2 separate regions of the Muntiacus reevesi genome follow, and region 2 is linked to region 1. A link is a contact called in public Hi-C data. All regions are on one chromosome and are shown on one strand. Each heading gives the region's core, a stretch centred on a gene start, on an enhancer-like site or on the middle of the called end of the contact. The rest is flanking DNA. Distances are from core to core; before and after follow the strand shown.

The links. A called contact is a pair of places that touch in the nucleus more often than the background predicts.
Region 2: a Hi-C map of muscle shows a contact between it and region 1, with 4 times the contacts expected there. The contact joins the promoter of TMED2 here to the promoter of KMT5A in region 1. A contact is called at or near these places in 2 of 3 Hi-C or Micro-C datasets (blood and muscle).

What each region holds. Positions count from the first base shown.
Region 1 is chr13:21,208,844-21,215,839 of mMunRee1.1, forward strand. It overlaps KMT5A (lysine methyltransferase 5A), which reads left to right and starts at 3,225. Exons shown (of 8, transcript XM_065903683.1): 1 at 3,225-3,345. The coding sequence starts at 3,336.
Region 2 is chr13:21,344,275-21,351,270 of mMunRee1.1, forward strand. It overlaps TMED2 (transmembrane p24 trafficking protein 2), which reads left to right and starts at 3,559. Exons shown (of 4, transcript XM_065904263.1): 1 at 3,559-3,849; 2 at 5,563-5,755. The coding sequence starts at 3,670.

The DNA.
Region 1 (6,996 bases), core at 1,975-4,474:
ATTTTTTAAAGTATTTAACAACAGCAAAAGCCTGGAGCAAATATTCATGTAAAGATAACAGTAGAGTAAGGAAAAATCATCTCAGCACTGGAGTGATTTCACCCACATGGCATGGCCCTCTTAGGAAAATGGAGATCATTAAATAGACATTCCTGAAGCATGTCACGTTATTTCAAGATTCCAGGTCTCAATGCAGATTACTGTAACTTAAGTAGCTATTTGCAGTCCTTCTGTTTGTGTAACTGTTTGCAAACTTACTGTTTAGATTCAAAAATCTATCCATCTACCCTTGGCTTAAAATCATGTAGTGGAGACTTCCCTGGTGGTCCAGTAGTTAAGAACCTGCCTTGCAACGCAGAAGATGCAGGTTCACATCCCTGACGGGGAACTAAGATCCCATGTGTTGCAGAGCAACTAAGCCCAAGGGCCACAACTTGAGAGTCAGTTCATAGCAACAAAAGATCCATCATGATGCAATGAAAATCCTGTGTGCAGAAACTAAGACTCAACATAACCAAATAAATAAATATTAAACAAACACAAAACCATGCAATGGTTTCTTATCAGATTTGCAATAAAAATCTCAGTCCTTATTAATGGCTTTTGGGTCCTTCAGGGTCTGGTCAGGAAAACAGACTTTAAAATAGGCAATTCATTAAACAGGTGGCGGAGGATTGAACAAGCAAAAAGGGAACATTGAAGTAATTTAATCATAACAGCAGGAAGCAGGTCCCACTTCTAGGGCCGGAGAACAAAGAGAACAGTTGGGGTTAGCAGAGCAAGAAGAATCAGAAGAGGATTCCTGGAGGGCTGGTTCTTATGCCTCTGAGAAAGAGGCACCATGATGTTGGTGCTGGCCCTTCAAGAGCCTCCCCTTGGCAGGGGAGGGGCCCTGCCAAGCTGGGGCTCAGAACTCTGAAAAGGGGCTGCTGCTGGCACTTCTGAGGTAGCGCACTGAGGCTATTTCTGGAAAGAACCTGGAGAGTGAACCAAATGCCCTGTCAGAAGCAAAATGTCATTACTTACCATGATAGGAATAGCAAGTAAAACGGCATGCATGAGTGAGTCCCTCCCCTTGCCTTCCAGTTTCCTCTCCTATCGACAGAACCTAAAACTAGCTGACAAAGGTGCAATACAGTTTGCAGGATGGATACTGCTGGGCAGGGTAGAGAAGAGTGCATCTGCAGCTGAGAAACCAGCACAGCCTTCAATGGCCTATTCGATCTAGCCCCTGTCTACTTTCCCAGCCTGATCCCCTCCACTCTCCCCCAAAGTAAAAGTTGCTCAGTTGTGTCTGACTCTTTGTGACCCCATGGACTACAGTCCATGGAATTCTGCAGGCCAGAATACTGGATTGGGTAGCCTTTCCCTTCTCCAGAGGATCTTCCTGACCCAGGAATCGAATCGGGGTCTCGTGCATTGCAGGTGGATTCTTTTTTTTTTTTTTTCTGTCGATGCGTGGAGTGGACGGAGCAAGCTCCTATTTGCAGGTGGATTCTTTACCAACTGAGCTATCAGGGAAGCCCCATCCATTCTCCCCATGATATACCTAATTCCAACCACATTGGGTGTATTTTTCTTTCCTAAAACAACCAAAGCTGATCCCTACTTCTGGGAATTTGCTTTCACAATTTCTTCTACTTGCAAGTATCTTCTCCCCTGGGGTTCACTTATTTAGGGTACAACCTAAAGTCACGAACTCAAAGAGGATTTCTCAACTTCACCAATCTATAGAACCAACGATCTCCCCACACACACTCTGTAAAATTCCCTATCTTCATTTTACCCACACCATTAATCACTATTCAGGATTATCTTTATTTTGAAATTTGCCTAAATATTTTTTGGCTGCTCCCCATGGCATTCTGGATCTTAGTTCCCTGACCACGGATCAAACCTGTGCCCCATGCAGTGGAAGTGAAAATCTAAACCACTGGACTGCCAGAGAAGCCCCTTAATATTACCTTTAAAAAGTGGTCTCTTATTTCCTAAAAAAATTAGGCATCTGTCTTATTTGCCACTGTGTCCTTGGGGGAATCGGACAGAGCCAATAAACAGCTCAATAAATGTTGAATTAATGTATCTTAGTGAAAGTAAAAACCTCTGTATATTTATGGAAGCTGGAAGGAATCTGGCATATCACAGATGACTCCATCATTTGACAGCTGGTTAAGCTGAGGACCAGAGAGCTGAAATGATATACCAAAAAGCACAGTGAGTGACAAGTGTTGCTTCCCACTTTTCCCAGTGCTTTCACATATAACATCTTGTTTTGCTCTTCTACTTTCCTGGTGCAATGATAGGGTCCTTGGGCAATGGTGGGGATTCCAAAGTCTTCTTGGGGACCAAAGAGAGAGAATGGACCTCTGCTCCTATCTCCGGGAAGGATCCCCAGGGAAGAGCTGTAACTGAACACCTTATCTGTGTTCAAAGCAAAGAATACCTAGGATACCTGTGCTTCTCAGGGACTTAACCGACCGAGGCTCCTCTGGGTGGAAAAAGGCACAGGGTTGTTTCCCTGGGGTGAGGGAAGCCCTCTAGTGGACTAGGACTCAAAAGACTGATCCAGGACCCAGAAATAAACTGTTCCGTGACGTTGGGCAGCAAGTGAGTTACCTGTTCCTGCTGATCCTGTTTCCCCATCTGTAAAACAGTTGGGGTATGTTGGACTAGGATCTCTGTGGTTCCGGGAGGCTGACTCAAGTCAGTTGGTAAGAACTCTGCCCGCGGGTTTTGAATACTGGAAGAACAAACTCCATAAACCTTGCAACCTAGGAATGAATGGATTAAACTGCTGGAAAGGTCAAGGTGGTTCGGGTGTTAAACTGCTGGGGGCTAGGCTTCCCGTAGGGGTGGTCGAGAGGTCAAAGGTCGAGTTCCGGTCAAACCAGAGAAAAACCGGAAGTCCCCTATGGTTCTACTCCGAGCCGGGGCCGCCAGACGCGTGACTAAACCTCCACGGGGCGGAGCTTCAGCACCGGCAGAGGGAGGAGTTTGGAGCCCCCCAATGGCAGCGCAGCTCCCCTTCCAGGACAGCCAATCAATTCGGAGAAACGGTAAAATTTAAACCCCCTCCCTCTTCCTCCTCTGAGACCTGTCCCGAAAGCGTTTGTAGAAAGTGCGGCCGTTCGCCCCGCCCCCGCTAGGGAGGCGGGGAAAAGGGCGGGCTTTCCCTCCAAAGTTTGCCTATCACGGCGGGCAGCCTGGGGGGAGACGGGCAGCGTCGCCAATCAGGGCAGCAGCCGGGACCCTGCGGAGCAGTTGGCTACAGTTGTTGCAACTTTTTTCGAAAGCTGCGTTTCCCGGGAGATCCTAGGCGGTGACAGAGCAGGGCTATGGCTAGAGGTATTGGCCCCGGTGGCCAGCGCCGGGGCTGCTGGGTTGGGGGGTCGCCCTGCAGGCGACACCGAAGTGGCGGGAGCGGCGGCGGGAAGGCGCTCTCCCGCCGGCTGCTCGGAAGGAGCGCGGGTACTAGTAAGGTTGCGGGGGGAGGGGCTGCGGAACCTTTCTCATCTCTTCCCCACCCTCGCTCCCGAAGCCCCCAGAAACCCCTTCCAGTCCCGTACTTCGGTTTCCCCTTTTTAAAGTGTGGGCACTTGGTGACCTGCCTCTCGAGAGGCAACGGGGCCATATGTCAAGGCTGTTTGGAAACTAAAGCGCGTAGCACCTCAAGGGAATGGTTGTCATTGATACAAATGAGGGGGAGGGCGAGGCTTCGCTTGCTTAGGGGCTCTCTCTGGTTTGGAAAGGAGGTGATCCCGAGCGAGGGCACAGATCGGTACCCTACTTGGTGGGGAGCGCGTCCGAGTGGACACCGCGGCAGGCGCCTTCCTTTCCCTTTCCACGCACTGAGTCAGCTCTGCGCCGCCGGGGCGGGGACGGGCCCCGCTGGCCCACCTTGGGGGTAAGACAGGTCCCCTGGCACCTCCCGGGGCGGCCCTTCGCGCCGCAGCTGATCAGGGCTCCTGCCCACGGGAGATGGCTTGGGTGGGGTTGTGCAGCCGCGAGGGAGTCGATGTCTCTGCCTGAAGTTCTTCGCACAATTAGTTTGCTGTCAGGACAGACCCATGTTATGCGGCAAAGTGATCTCTAACCGCTGGTCGTTTCCAGCCGCTGTGTCTCCTTCATGCAAAAACTTGAGCGTGCCGGTTCACTTGAATTATTATGTAAAAGAAATAAGTCGAGGTGTTACATTTTTCTCAAAATTCCCAAGGTATTACACGTTAGTAGGAATTTGCCTAATGCATTATGCAGGCAGATCTTTACCGTCTGAGCCACTAGGGAAGCCCAGGCTCCCCATAGCGATCATAATGAACAAAAGAAGGATTCATTCAGCAAATATTTATTGGGCTTCTTTGTTTTCAGTCCCTGCACCCAGTTGCATCATTTCTTCTCGTAGCATCCCTTTAGGGTGTTTGGGAACAAGACTTACCTAGATTTTGATTAAGAAATAAGGCATAGTGAACTTCAAGTTAAAGAGCTTCATAACCCAGTCCACAGAGAATAGTAAGATGCCTCAAATATTATTCTTCAGGAAAGTGTTAAGCATCTAAAAGTATATTTAATAATATCTGGCTAATTTATCTGACAAATCTGAATAAAACTATGAAAGTGAAAGTCACTCAGTCATGTCTGACTCTTTGTGGCCCCTTGGACTGTAGCCCACCTGACTCCTCTGTCCATGGAATTCTCCAGGCAAGAATACTTGAGTGGGTTGCCAGTTCCTTCTCCAGGGGATCTTCCCAACCCAGGGATTGAACCCAGGTCTCCTGCATTGCAAGCAGACTCTTTACCGGCTGAGCCACCAGGGAAGCCCCTTTAATTTTTCCCATCACACCAAAATCATTTAAACTACCTATTTTAACAGTAGTGCATTTTAAAAATAGTTTGCTTAAATAATCTGTAGGGGGAAACAAAGTGAACCTCTTGGCCATTGAAATACATACTTAATAACGGTTAATAATAATTATCACCGAGAGCCAGGTACTTTATTATGTCAGTTAATCTTTACAAACTGTTATTTTCATTTTTCAGAGGTGGAAGCTGAAGGCCAAAGTCACTGGACATACCCTAGCCATTCTGTGTCTTTGCTTGTTCCACTTTACCTCCCTTATTTAAAAAAAAAAAAATTTTTTTTTTATGTGGACTGTTTTTAGTCTTTATTGAATTTGTTACAGTGTTGCTTCTGTTTTATGTTTTGGTTTTTTGGCCTGGAGGCACATGGGATCTTAGCTCCCCAGGGATGGAACCCTCACCCCCCTGCACTGGACGGCAGAGTCTTAACCACTGGGCCACCAGGCAAGTCCCTCTACCTCTCTTATTTAGCCAAAGTGAAGAGGAGAGTTCCCAGCTTCTAGCATAACAGGCTTATGAATCACCTTTGTAATGTATGGTCAGTGATTCTCAGAGTCACCTGACCCCCACCCCATTTGTAGTTATTGATTTCTTAGGCTTCATTATTCTTGCAAACCATTAAATTGGGCATTTAGTGTCATCAGATATCGAATTATTTACAGTACTTCAAATGAAGGGTCAGTCTTTTTCTTCTAGAAAAGCAGTCTTTGTGCACAGCTTGTAGCTACTTGTAACTCACTTTGAGAGCCCTGCTAAGTCACATGAACATAATGTTCAGATATCTGGCAACTCCTCTCTGGTTTAGACATTTTACAATCATATAAATATTTATAGCCTCAAGGGTATCCCTTTGGGTAAGATCTGTCCATCTATCAGATGGCCTCCTACTTGGTCTCCCTCTTTCCATTGTGACCGTCTCCAGTCACAATGGAGCTAGAGTGGTCCCCAAGAATACAGATTTTTGTCATGTGCTTCTCACCACTCCTCCCATCCCTAACCATACCCTCTTGCTCTTAGGAGGAAATCCACAGTCCTCACTGTATCCTATAGCACCCTTCCCACCCCTCTGGCCTCACTGTGCCCTATCTCTGTGTTCATTGTTGTGTCTTTAGCAAAGGGCCTGGAACACAGTAGGTAATGAATAAATGCTTGTCAAATGAATGAATTAGTATTTTAGTGTCTTGAATTTGAGAGCAGCAGTATACATTTTTTTATGCTAAAGCATCTTCATATTTATCAGTATCTTAGTCACAAAACCCTTAGGCAAGTGATTTATCTTCCTGAAGCCTCAGTTTCTACATCCCTGGGTCAGGAAGATCCCCTGGAGAAGCGAATGGCAACCCACTCCAGTATTCTTGCCTGGAGAATCCCATGGACAGAGGAGCCTGGCAGGCTATAGTCCATGGGGTCTCAAAGAGTAAGACAGGACTGAGTGACTAACACTTTCAAATATTCACTAAATGTTAGCGATTAGTATCACTGGTGATGAATTCTATTTATGTGAGATCCTGGGCACCATTAAGAGTTTTTATTTCTGTGACTGGGTATATGTATTTGTTATGCACATAGGAACCTCATGACAGAGAAAAGAAACTGTTCTACAACTTTACTGAATGATTTGTACTACATTTTCTAGCTACTAGTGCTGCAGAGTTGAGAGGAATGGGTGCTAGACTTGTGTTTTAGTGTATCCTCTGCATCTCTGCTAAAATAGAGGAAGATGTAGCCATGGGTATGTGTGTGGGGTGGGGGAGTGAAAATAGTATGAGAAATGGACAAGATGACTTGAGCAACTGTTTCTTGCCTCCAAACCAAGATCCCCCTGATTGTTTGGCAACAAACTACAAACCTTCTCTGCCCTGCAGAGGTAACAGACACTGTTTCAAATGGCTCAATCTGGGTGTCCCAGTGTCCCTTTGGAATCTGTCTCTGCATAGTCTCTTGGATATTCAAGTGGGCCGAGTACCCTATCCTACCGGAGTTAGTGGTTGGGTGGGGATGGAGGGACTTCCCCAGCCCTGCTGTGAAGGATTCTAAAGCATGAGCTGATTTGGGAGGCTGTGTCCTGAGCAGTGCCTTACCATTTAATCCACCGTCTTATCCCTTCTAAGAGGAGGAGGAGGCAGCTACTTAAAGTGACAG
Region 2 (6,996 bases), core at 2,309-4,808, 140 kb after region 1:
GTTCTTCATAAAGTAACATTTAAAAACTGAAAATGAAAAAAAGAAAAATGAAAGAAAATTCTCTAGTTTCCTTTACTCTTCTCTACTTTTTATTTTATTTTTTTCTTCTCTACTTTTTAAAAGAGAACTTCCGTGGGACCAGAAGTGAAGGGGAATGTTAATACCCAAACAGCAGAAAGCTGATCTAGCCTTTCTGGGGAAGCAGCCTTTGTTATTCCCTTTAAAACCTGTCAGCATCTGAGAACTGACTATGCAACTGATGCAAATACCTCATCAGTGTCTAACCTAGTTTCCTGGTTTCTGCCACAACAAACTCCTGATTCCCAGAAAAGATAATTTATCTTGTCCTCTCCAGGTATATACCCAAGAGAATTGGAAAATCTATATCCATCAAGAATATGTACGGAAATGTTCATAGCAACGTTCCTAATAATAACCCCAAAGTAGAAACAACCCAAAGTCCATGAAAGTGAATAGCTAAACAAAATATGGTCAGGGGAATGGGGAATGGGATATGACTGCTAATGGGTCAGGATTTCTTTTAGGGGTGATAAAGTGTTTTGAAGCTAGACAGTGGTGATGGTTGAACAACTCTGTGGGTGACAAGTCCTGAGAACTTGTAGTTCTTTGAATTAATTTGTTTTCAAATCCTGAAATATTGTTGAAAGATACCTGATGACTAACTATGCATGCATGCATGGGTGCTAAGTTGCTTCAGTTTGTCTAACTCTTTGCGACCTCATGGAGCCTGCCAGGGAATCTCTAAACAAGAATACTGGAGTGGGTTACCATGCCCTCCTCCAGGAGATCTTCCTGACCCAGGGATCAAACTTTTATCTCTTACATCTCCTGCATTGGCAGGCGGGTTCATTGGCAGGCAGGTTCTTCATGGCTAGGGCCACTTGGGAAGCTCGAGTAACTATGACAAGGATGCTAAAAAGAAAAACCTGGGCAAAGAAGAAACTATACCAAGTAGTTGACAGATTTTATAGTATTGTGATTAGAGTTAATTTTGTCTCTTTTCCAATTTTTAGATAGCACTGTTACTTTTATAATATAAAAATTTATAGATGACTTCTGGTGTTGTCTTTGGCTTGGCCCACCACCATGTTTTCAAAAATTGGGGCTGAATGTATTTATTTTATTTGCTAAACTGAGTCTTAGTTGTGTCATGTAGGGTTCTCAGTTGCGGCATGTAGGATCTAATTCTATAACCAGGAATCGAACCTGTGCCCTGTACATAGAGAGCATGGAGTCTAAGCCACTGGGCCACCAGAGAAGTCCCCTGAATGTATTCAGATACAGAATCTATGCTCCTGTTTGCCACAGTCCTTCCTACTTCTTATTGCCTTAAGCTGGTGCCATCTCTCATATAAACTGCCTGATCCCTAAAGTGAGTCCCTTGACTTACATAATAAAACTCCCATAATATACAATTCACTGTGGTCCAGTGATATAAATATCCACATTTTAAAACCCTGACAAGTGGGTTAGAATGTTATTGAATCAGTTTGAAAATGAAAATTATTATTTAATGTCTAGATAAAAACAGAATTGTTCTTGTGACTTTTCTACAGAGCTGGGTTGCTTGGGAAGTCAAAAAGATGATATTCACCCGTTTAATTCAGTTTAATAGGAAACCTCTGATGGTCTTGTAAGCAAGAAGAGATTTACTATAGGGAAATTGTTGTTGTTGTTATTTAGTCGCTAAGTTGTTGTGTCTGACTCTTTTGTGACCTCTTGGACTGCAGCCTGCCAGGCTTCTCTGTCCATGGGGTTTCCCAGGCAGGAATACTGGAGTGGGTAAGCCACTTTCTTCTCTAGGGGATGTTCCTAACCCAGGGACTGAACCAGCGTCTCCTGCATTGGTAGGCAGATTCTTTACCACTGAGACCCCAGGGAAGCCCAGTATAGGGAAATAGAGGCTTCCAAATGGATTGGTGAAGCTGGAAGAGCAGGCTCTAGGCTGAGCCTCCCTCCAGTGATGGCTGCCAGGACGACACTACAGAACTGACCTGCCAAGAGAAGCAGGGCCCTTGCCAGTTTGCAAGGTGTGGAATCAGGGGACCATTATTAGAACTCTTGAGTTCAATAACATATCGTCATAGCCAGGAAACTTCCATCATTACCCTAGTTGTACCTATTTCTTGACACCTGTCCAGGAAACTGGATATTAGGCCACTACTGCCCCCTATTGCCTGCTAGTCTTTGAAGAAATAATTCCCCAAACGTGCACAGCACGTAGTGTCATCTGATTTTCATGATAACTTTACCAGATAAGCAAAGAGTGTGATGTCATATTTTTTACAGATAGGGAAATTAAGGTTCAGAGAGGTGATGGAACATAAATAAGGTCACACAGCTATGTGCCAAGCTGGAGTAACAACCCAGATCTCCTCATGCTCAGGCCAGTTCAGTGAACTTGATATGTCAACTACCATGTCATGGGTGAGGTTTTTTGTGGCCCTGTGGTAAGGCCTGAAAGCACAGCACACAAGCACATGTATGCCAAGACTAGTGCCTCGGGAGTGGCACAGTGGTAAATGACTGCAACTCAGGAGGCACAGATCTGCCTTCTAAGCACAGAGGAAGGAGCTAGTATTGTGCAGGAGGAGGTCTAGAGCTGACATTTGAGTTGGGTTTTGAGGGATGTGTAGGAGTACCTCAGGAGGCAAAGGGTGAGGAAAAAATTGTCTTCGTAGCTGGCAAAATTTAAGGGGGTGTGGGGTGTCAGGAAGACTTTTGGGGAGATGAGAGACTTCTAATTTTGGAGGATGTAGCCAAGGTACATTTTTTTGTGTGTATGTGGTTGTATTATAGACATACAGTAAAGCAAAAAATATGGAGCACTACTCAAGTATACAGCTTGAGCTTTTAAAAAAAAGCATATGTAAACACTCGTGTACCCATCATTTAGTGACGATATGATAAAACATTTCCAACATCTTCCTGGAGTGGTTTGCCATTCCCTTCTCCAGAGGATCTTCCTGACCCAGGGATCGAAGCTGAGTCTCCCGCATTATGGGCAGGGTCTTTACCATCTGAGCCACCAGGGAAGCCCTTTACATTAATATCTAACCATCATTTAGCGACGATATGATATAACATGTCCAACATCACAGAAGGTTCCCTCGTGCCCCTTCCCAATCTATGCCCACCCCGTCTTTCCCCCGTCGTGGTTTTTTTTTTTTTTTTTTTGAGCTGAGAGCAGGCTAACATAAATGTTCAAAGCCCTTGGCTTCAGCCCCATCTCCTCCTTACACTACTATTGCTGCCTCCAAATCTTCCGCTGTCTTTATGGATAATCCTAAGAGCGTCTTGCATGAGGCAGAGGTTTCTTGATGCTACCGCTTCCTAGTTTGGCCCATAGAAGTTTAGGTAGTACACGAATGGAACTAGTAACGGAAACGATGGTTTCTGGTCCTTCTGAGCCACCGTCCAGGCTCGAGACGCGCGGAGCATTCTTGTCCCTCGGCGGCCGCCGTGCGGCCGTTACGTGGCAGCTACGGGCGCTCGCCAATCCGCGGCGCCCGCATCAGCCCCCTCGGGTGGCGCAGCCGGAAGGGGCGGAGCTGAGGCGGCGGCGGCTGAGAAGGCAGCGGTGGCGGCAGCGACGACGGCGGCTCCGGAGGCCGCAGTCCCGGTCCTGGCTTCGGCCCCAGCCCCACCATGGTGACGCTCGCTGAGCTGCTGGTGCTCCTGGCCGCCCTCCTGGCCACGGCCTCGGGCTACTTCGTTAGCATTGACGCCCATGCAGAGGAATGCTTCTTCGAGCGGGTCACCTCGGGCACCAAGATGGGCCTCATCTTCGAGGTGGCCGAGGGCGGCTTCCTGGACATCGACGTGGAGGTGCGGGCGCGCTGCCCGAGGCGGGGGCCCGCGGCCGCTCGGGGGTTGGCGGCGCCCGGGGCCCGCGCGGGGCCAGCGTGGAGAGCGGGACCCGGAGGCCGCTGTCCGAGTCCTGGGAGGGGCCCGGGCCGCCACCCGGCGACCCCCTAACGGCCCTTTCCCTCGCACCCGCCCGCTTTCCGAGCTCCGCTCGGGAGACGGAACCGTTGCTTGGCTGCTTTGGATTCTCAGCTTGAACGGCTGGTTCCCCTTGGAACCTCTCGCCGAGCTTTGTCTACCAGGCGCCGCGTGTCATCTCCGGGCCCAGGAGGCGCTACACGGTCTTGTTTAGCTGATGGCAGGTCTCGATCCGGGCAGCAGCTGCTTCCCTTCCTAGCGCGAATTAAAGTTGGGACGTGGCATGGAAACTTCTGAAAAAGTAAATCGGAAGCTGTTGAGGAATGCTAGGTAGACGTTTGCGTTGTGTTTGCCTTTATTTTTTGTAGAAAAGACCCGAGTTAACCCATTCTTACACAGACCTTCGGATACCTCGTTTAGTCATCTCTGACTAAGAGACTGGAGTTGGGTCATGCATTTTAGAAGTGATTGCAGTGAAGTATCTTTAGAGAAAACGGAAAATCGTTTTAAGAAACCAGCAGTCCCTAAATTTTGTCCTATATCATTTTCTTTAAGCCAAAAGAATGACTCGCCTCTAACTTTTTTAAGGAAATCCGATGGAGTTAATATTTAAAGCTACCGGTTAGCATGATTAATTGTGTCTGTGGGTTTTTCCATCTAACAGTTACCATCAACAGAGTTGGGCATAAATTACACAAAACAAGTGAAGTTCAGAAATAAGGGGATAATGGAGGTAATAACTGTTAAAATTAGCTAAGCTCTTAAGAGATCAGCTCTTTCATTGTGCAGGTGCCATGGGCTTCATAAGAGGAACTACTTGAGCAAGGTCTAACAACTGATTTGGAGCACACTGGGATGAGAACATGGGTCTCTGAATTTCCAATCTAGTCTTTTTCCTTAAGTCTTCAGGCATATAAGATAAAGCAGATTCCTTTACCAATAGGCAGTAATCAGTCAGGAAAACCTCCATGTGTAGGCTTGCTCAAAGTTCTTAGTTTCAAAAGAGATTTCTTTTTTGTTGTTTTGATACAAATAGCTACATAATTGTCTCTGTTGGTGGTATTGGGCCACTTGAAGACAAGTGTATGGTGTGGTTTCTGTTTCTGATTGGTTTACTAAGTTGGAAAATTAAGACAAAGGTAGTCCGAGTTGAAAGGTATTCAGAGAGCCTTGTTTCTTAAATGGGAGAACTGTAGCCCAAAGAGATTATTGTCACTAACTGAAGTGGATTGAAGTTCAGGTTACATTTTCCTAGCGAATGTTTGACTGTCAGTAGACATCACTTAACGGTTTTATTTTTAAAATTATTTTTTAATGAAGTATAGTTGCTCTACAGTGTTGTGTTAGTTTCTCCTGTAAAGCAAAGTGAATCAGCTGTAGGTATACATGTATCCCCTTTTTTGGATTTCCTTCCCTTTTAGGTCACCACAGGGTACTGAGTAGAGTTCTTAGTACAATAGGTTCTCATTAGGTTATCTAGGTTATACACAGTATCAATAGTATATCTGCATCAATCCCAACCTCCCAGTTTATTCCCTCCTCATTTATGATTTTGAATCTTTTGAGTTATCTCATGAATTTCTCTTCTGCCTCCAGATTACAGGACCTGATAATAAAGGAATTTATAAAGGAGACCGGGAGTCCAGTGGGAAATACACATTTGCTGCTCACATGGATGGAACATACAAGTTTTGTTTTAGCAATAGGATGTCTACCATGACTCCAAAGATAGTGATGTTCACCATTGATATCGGGGAAGCCCCCAAAGGACAAGATATGGAAACAGAAGGTTAGATGAACATTCTGAAGATTTATATCCCTTTCTCAGAGTTAATACTAATCCTATACATTTTCTCCACCTGAATGTAGTATTTATTTTGATGGCTTATTTTAGGTTCACTGACTGTCTTTACAACCAAAAACCTTTTGTGAAATACACTTTTTATTTATCCAGATCTTCTAACTAACAAAAAAATATCGGAGGTTCATGTTAATATTTTAGTTCTTTCCAGTTGCCATTTCTGGCAGCAGGTAGGTTACACGTATCCCAGGTTGTTTGTTCTGTTAATTTGCCTACTCTGGTATATGCATCTTTAGTTGCTCATTTGTATAAATGACTACTTTAGCTAAACTTCTTGTTTTTGTATGTGTGTGTTTATATCGTACACTCTTCTTCAGGTGGTGGAGATACCTGGGATGGTATGTGGATTGTTTTCTGACAGTCTTTCTGCATATTTTTGTTGCCTACTGTCTAATTTCTGCTTTCCTTTCTAATCTCAGTCTGTTAGCATGACAGTGTTTTTTCTTCTAGTTTAAAAAAACCCTACAACTAATTTAGAGTTTTAGAGTGATTGTTTTTTTGGTGGTTTTTATTTTGTTACACGAGATAGAGGTTAGGTCATGTGAAACTTGGTTAGACGTGAAATGCAGTTCTAGGAGCCACGTCTACCCTAGATAAGGCGACAAAAGCTTTGTCAGACATATGTTGCAGGTGGATTAATTTTTATTGCTCAGTTTATCAGCGGTGAGCCCTAAGTTGATTCTTCTGGATAAATCACTTACCAGGAGCCTGCACATAAGGATTTTTTTGACCAGGGTGGGGGTGGGCAAGGTATATTTCAGGACTCCTGGAAACTAGTAGTTTATTTCATAGTATTAATGTGATATAATTTGCCCTAGATAATGAACACTTCATAGAGTATTTACATAAGTAAAGTGAACTCTTTTTAAGTTTTGAAATCTATAGAATTTAGAGAATCATACTACTCAGAAATTTCTGTGCTTGCTTTTCAAGGCCATTTGCAGTTCAGGACAGGACTTGGCTAACTCTCAAGGAGAATTAGTTTTGAAGGGCTTTGACTTTGTTTGTTTTCTGGAAAATAGTCCTTTTTAAACATTGGCTATTTAAATGTTGGCTGGTGAGTGTGAATATTTTCCTTAAATAATCCTTTAACATGATGTTTAACAGTCTGCTTTTGCTTGTTCATATTGGTGAATGACAGCTATAAAAATCAAGCTTTCCTCTAAAGC